Regions from separate parts of the Urocitellus parryii genome. Here region 1 is linked to region 2. A link is a contact called in public Hi-C data. All regions are on one chromosome and are shown on one strand. Each heading gives the region's core, a stretch centred on a gene start, on an enhancer-like site or on the middle of the called end of the contact. The rest is flanking DNA. Distances are from core to core; before and after follow the strand shown.

What was found. Hi-C and Micro-C count contacts between places; a contact is called where the count stands out from the background.
Region 1: a Hi-C map of muscle shows a contact between it and region 2, with 4 times the contacts expected there. The contact joins the promoter of LOC144255457 here to the promoter of Dnajc21 in region 2. A contact is called at or near these places in 2 of 2 Hi-C or Micro-C datasets (liver and muscle).

What each region holds. Positions count from the first base shown.
Region 1 is chr1:21,906,691-21,909,390 of mUroPar1.hap1, forward strand. LOC144255457 reads left to right here and starts at 1,315. Exons shown (of 2, transcript XM_077800160.1): 1 at 1,315-2,057. The coding sequence starts at 1,658. Rai14 (retinoic acid induced 14) reads right to left here. Exons shown (of 17, transcript XM_026390127.2): 1 at 2,476-2,700.
Region 2 is chr1:21,669,574-21,672,295 of mUroPar1.hap1, forward strand. Dnajc21 (DnaJ heat shock protein family (Hsp40) member C21) reads right to left here and starts at 1,430. Exons shown (of 12, transcript XM_026390131.2): 1 at 1,196-1,430. The coding sequence starts at 1,292.

The DNA of each region.
Region 1 (2,700 bases), core at 65-2,564, 240 kb after region 2:
TGCTGTATTCTTTTTTGATGTATGTTTGAAATATTTCAGATTTCTTTTTATTTCAGAAGAAAGGAAAAAACAAAAAGTTATGTACCACACTCCAAGGGAATTGCCCTTAACTCCAAATCTCAGTTTCTTCACTTTTAAAGAATGGGAGCTGCTGGCGGTGGCGCATGCCTTTAATCCCAGAGGCTCCTGAGGCTGAGGAAGGAGGATCAAAAGTTCAAAGCCAGCTTCAGCAACTTAGCGAGACCCTAAGCAACTTAGCAAGACCCTGTCTCAAAATAAAATATAAAAAAGAGCTAAAGACATTGCTCAGTGGTTAAGTGCCCCTGGGTTCTATCCCCTGTGCAAACAAACAAACATGGGGGCTGGTGTGCAGGAAGCTTGGGGTATAGCTCAGAGTATGTGCTTAGCATGCCTCAGGAACTGTGTTGATACCTAGCAACAAAAAATAGCAAAGAGGAATGGTAGGTGTACCTATCTCTAAGATGCATTTAGAAACAGCAGTCTGGAAACAGAATTTCATTGTCAGAGTACAGTACCAGTGGGCGGGGACATATCATATATATCATATCATATTCATTCTTCCATTGAATTTCCAAAGGCTCTGCATCCATTCTTCTTACTCAATTTCATAGATAAGAGTAAAAAAAATTCAACTGGTTTTAACCACCATCACTACTCTCAAAAAGTCATAAAAGGAATATGTGTTGTAGCTCTGTAGTAGAGTGCTAGAATGTCCAAGGCCCTGGATTTGATCCCCAGCTTGGGGTAGGAAGGGCTATAAAACAAATTTAAGGAATGTACTTAAAATGGAAAATGCTACAATAAATTCATTAATGAAGCATTTCAGTGAATACAGATTAAAGTCGTGTGACAGCCCATGCTCTCTTACATCTCTTAAGCAAACACTGGTTAAAACATTAACAACTGGATACATTTCTTCCGATAAAACCAATTGTCTTATAATACCAAGGAAGAAAACATCTTACCTGTTAGTTATCATTTTAAAAATATTATCGAATTATATTCATCAGTAATAAAACTCACAGCCACGCGAGTGAACAGGGCTGAGCAAGCCGCAGATAGAGCTATCAAAATCCAGCCTCCCTGTGATTCAGTCTTTTTTCTCCAACTCAGTCAAACCAGGGAGGTGTGAGACTTGGCGCTAAAGAGCTTCTGCTAAGTCCTACTGAAAGACAAAACCAGCTCCTCTCTTTGCCTGGTCTTTTAGGCCTTAAGGTCACATTCCCCAGAGAGCAAGCTATTTTTTTCCTCCCCATCCCAGGCAGCTCGGTACTCTACTCTCTGGGAAGGGAATCCCAGGCAAATCACCTGTGAGTCTACTGCGAAGGGAAGCCGCAGGTCCGAGCTGAGCGGCCTGGAATCCGCAGATTTGCCCCCATCAGCACTGCAAACAAAGTTGCGCCGAGCTGAGCTCCTTGGAAAAGAAAGGGAAGCCTGAACACACAGCCCCTGCCCAGGCCTTCTCGTCGCACTGGGCTCCATTTATCTTCATCTCCCGTCTGTTGCCTCTTCAGGTTTTGAGGCCCCCTTTCTCCAGAAGGGGATATGAAGCCCAAAGGGGGTTAAGAAACGAACGCTGCAAACTGCAAAATCTAAACCGTGGACACAAGCTGCCCCAGCCGGCAGCGAAAGGAAGATGAGTCAAAGATGCCGCCCTCCCGGGTCGGGGTCGCGGGAGATGGCGGGAGCCCCTCTGGCGGCTCCACATCCTCCTCTTTCCCAAAGTCCCAGCTACCGCGAGTCTGCCTCACTCCAGCATCCCTCCTCCCCGCCTCCTCGGATCCGCGGCGAGTATAGGGACAAGGGGGCCGTGGGCAGGGGGCTGTGGCAGGCTCGAAGTGGTCTCTTCTGCGCCCTTCGGCCAGCTGAGCGGCTCTCGGGCGTCAGAAAAAGAACAATAGCGGTCCCTGGGTCTCGCGGAGCCGCGGAGTCCCCAGCTCACACCTCCTGCCCAGCTCCTCCAAGTTCGGCAGGGAGGCGGGTCGAGCCCCGAAGCAGGGACCTGGGGGAGCGGGACGCCGGGAAGGGCGACGCAGGTGGGCAGGGTGCTGAGCCAGGGCGCGCCCGGGTCTGGTCATTCATTCCCACCGGCTCCCTCCGCAGAACCCGAGCTCGGCCCTGCCCCAGCCCGCCGGCGAGTCGCGGGGCGGAGCGGGGCGGGAGGAGGAGGACCCCCTTTTCCTAACTTGGCCGGTCCTCCCTCTCTCTCTCTCCCCAGATCCCCGCCACCCTCCTCTTCCCCGGGTCCCATCTGTCCTCCGCGGACAGTCGGCGGCGGGCGCGGACCGGGCGCTGCTGGCGGGACCCTGGCTGCCGCCCGCTAAGCCGCTAAGCCCCGGGCCGTCCGCCGCGCCTCGCCGCCTCCCTGGCCCCAGCTCCAGACACAAAGGAGGGGACCCCGCGGGCCGGGACCCCGCGCCGGGAGCCTCGCAACTCTCGGCGACGCGCACTCACCCCATCGAGGCGGCGGCTCCCGGGCCCTGCTGGCTGCGCCACCCCGCCCGCGGCTTCCCCAGGAAAACGCGGCCGCCGCGCTCGCTTCCTGTCGGCTTCCTGCGCCTCCGTCCCTCCTCCTTCCCGCTGCGGGGGTCAGTGGGCGCCGCGGCTCCCTGGCTGGGCCGGCGGGGCGGGGGCAGCGGCAGCACTACCACGTGGCCGCCGGGCGCCGGCCCCCGCCGA
Region 2 (2,722 bases), core at 180-2,679:
AATTACTATTAATTGAGTACCATGCTAATAACCCTATTTCTTATTCCATCAACTACAGACATTCCCTTCTGACTCTGCTCCCCAGTATTTCTTCACTCTTACCAATCCTTATTTTTCCTTCTTTCTATAAACACTGCCTTTGCTAAACCCCTTGCTGGAAGATCTTTTGCCCACCACCAAAGTTCTTCCCATCCTTGTTAGTTCATTTTTCCACATTCATTCCATTCTTCCAGGACCCAATCCAAGTTTCTATAAAGAGGGAAAACCTCAGCATCTATCAGTACATAGTGATAACTCCTTCCTTGAGTTTCTGGGCATTTACTAGTTTTTCTGTTACTTATGTTGTGCTATTTTTTCTTTGCACTTGTAGTTAACTCTTAATGTGTGTGAGGAATGTTTTCCCAACTAGACTGTGAAATTCCTGCCGTGGCATTTCATAATCTACGTGTTACACAGTGCGGTGACTTGCATATATTGGAAAGTCTGTTTATTAATTAATGGTTAAAATAAAAGCCTCTTATTAAAACTCCCCAAAAGCGGAGATTCAACTATGGTCTTAGTGACCCAGTCTGGAAGATCAGATTACTTCAGAAAAGTCGCACAGGCCTGGATACAAACAAAATATCCAAAGAAGGCGCATGTCAAAGTGAACATACAAAAACTTCATTATGGAAGACACCTGATTAGAACTCTTCATCTGAAGACAAATGTCCAATTCACAGGGTGTGTTTAAGCAGCCCACTAAAAGAAAAAACACAGGCATCCCTTTCTAAGACACCCTACTGGCTCCCTGGTCTTCACTTCAGGAAGAAAGGAGCCCTAGGTGAGCTCTAAGCAGCTGGGGTTCCCCAGCCGAGTTCAGGGCAGCTGAGGGAGGATCGCCGGAGGCTGGGCCAGCAGGACCGGCAGGGCGGAGGCTTGCCAGGCCGACTCCTTCCAGGGCAGGGCAGAACCCAGAGGTTCTGAGCAGAACCTGCGAGAGGGCAGGTGAAGTCGCCAGAGTGTGGGCTTCCCAAACACGGGCAATGCGGGAAGGAGAGGGGCGTCCACCGCAGGATGGGCAGACTGCGCGCTGCCACCTGGCCCAGCAGCAGGTAGGTCGCGCCCGCCAGCCTCCCGGTGTCACGCGGGACGGGGTGAGAAAGGTCGCCCGGGCTTTTCCCAGCGCCGCGGCGGTTGCGGGGCGGTAACCTACCCGGGTGCCATTTCAGGGCCAGCTTCCGATAGGCCTTCTTGAGCTCCTCCTCACTGGCGTCGCGCCGCACCCCCAGCGCCTCGTAGTGACACTTCATGGCCGGGCCCGGCAAGGGGTTGTGGCCGGGGCCCGGGACGGGGCCGGGGCCGGGACCCGGGCCCGGACCCGAGCGGCGGCGGCGGCGCTGGTTGTCCTCTCCTCCGGCGGGAGCCCGGCGCCCGCACCCGGCCAGCCAGCGAGCGTGGCGGCGGCGGCGGCAGCGGCGCGGGGCAGCGGAGGCACGCGGCGGCGGTAGGCGACGCGGGCTGCGGCACGCGGGCGCGCAGAGGGGGCGGCGCCGGCGGCCGCGGCTCCGCATGGGCGGGGGCTGGGCTCTATTCCGGGAAGAGCCGCGGGGAGGGAGGCGGGGCTTCGCAGGGGCTCTGAAGGAGTGGGAGGCGGGGCCTCCGGGCAGTGGGCGGGGCCACGGCGGGTGTCATTGTGAGCGGCACAAACCGCAGTCGGTGAGTGACACTGGCTGGACAACAGCCCGCTTGAGGGCTGAGGCGGGAGGGAGACAAGGTTGGTATGGGAAGGATTCTCGAAAATATCATGGGGTTCAGATTATTTCTCAACTAAGTCCCCTTTGTAATAGATGAGGCAAATGGGGCTCCAAGTAGTCAAGAGGTTGGCTCAAGTCTCCTTCTCTATGTAATGGCAGGATTCATTGGACTACATTCACTTCTTGGCAGCTGCCACTTGGTAAAACCTATGCTACCACTCACTTTGACCAATATACATGAGAAATGACATTAAAGAAGATTGTATAAATCAGCTTATCAAACAATTTAAGAAGAAAACATCAACACATTTAAAATAACCAATACACATGGAATTGTGCTGATCTATCCATCCATTACTTTAATCCTGTCTGGCTTCATCCTACTTGCCAGATTGGTTTAGATTAAGAAAGCAATTATGGGATGATTTTTAATTAACAAGGTTTGGGTTATCTGACTAGCTAACTGCTCTGCATTGATGGAAGATCTATAAAAAAAAAAATTCCAATTTAATAAGGTTTGAAGAAACATGGGACCTTTCCCCTCCTGTGAATGGATTTGGTGGAGAGGTTCTTTTTATTCCCACTATATCTGCCTTCATGTACAAAATCTGGAAGTCACTTGCTTTTTTTTTCCCTTCTGAGAGGAGACCTATTTTTGCCTATAACAATGTTTAGAAATTTTAAAGACAATGACCCTGAATATAAATTTCAGTCTTAAGAAAATAATAGATTAACTTCTAAATGAACATGGATTTGGGAGATGATCCATTCCAGAGTTCACTCAGATAAGGTATCCATAAAAATCATTGTGAAAATTCAGGGCATAAAAACATTTCCATATGGAAATTGATCATTTACAAATATGAGGTTGGAGATTCTACCTGAACTCCACAATGCATCTCTCAAAAAGGTGTCTTCAAACTGGCAAATTGTTAGTTTGTTTTAAGATCAACCTTTTTCTGAGATGTGGGTATTTAACAATCCTG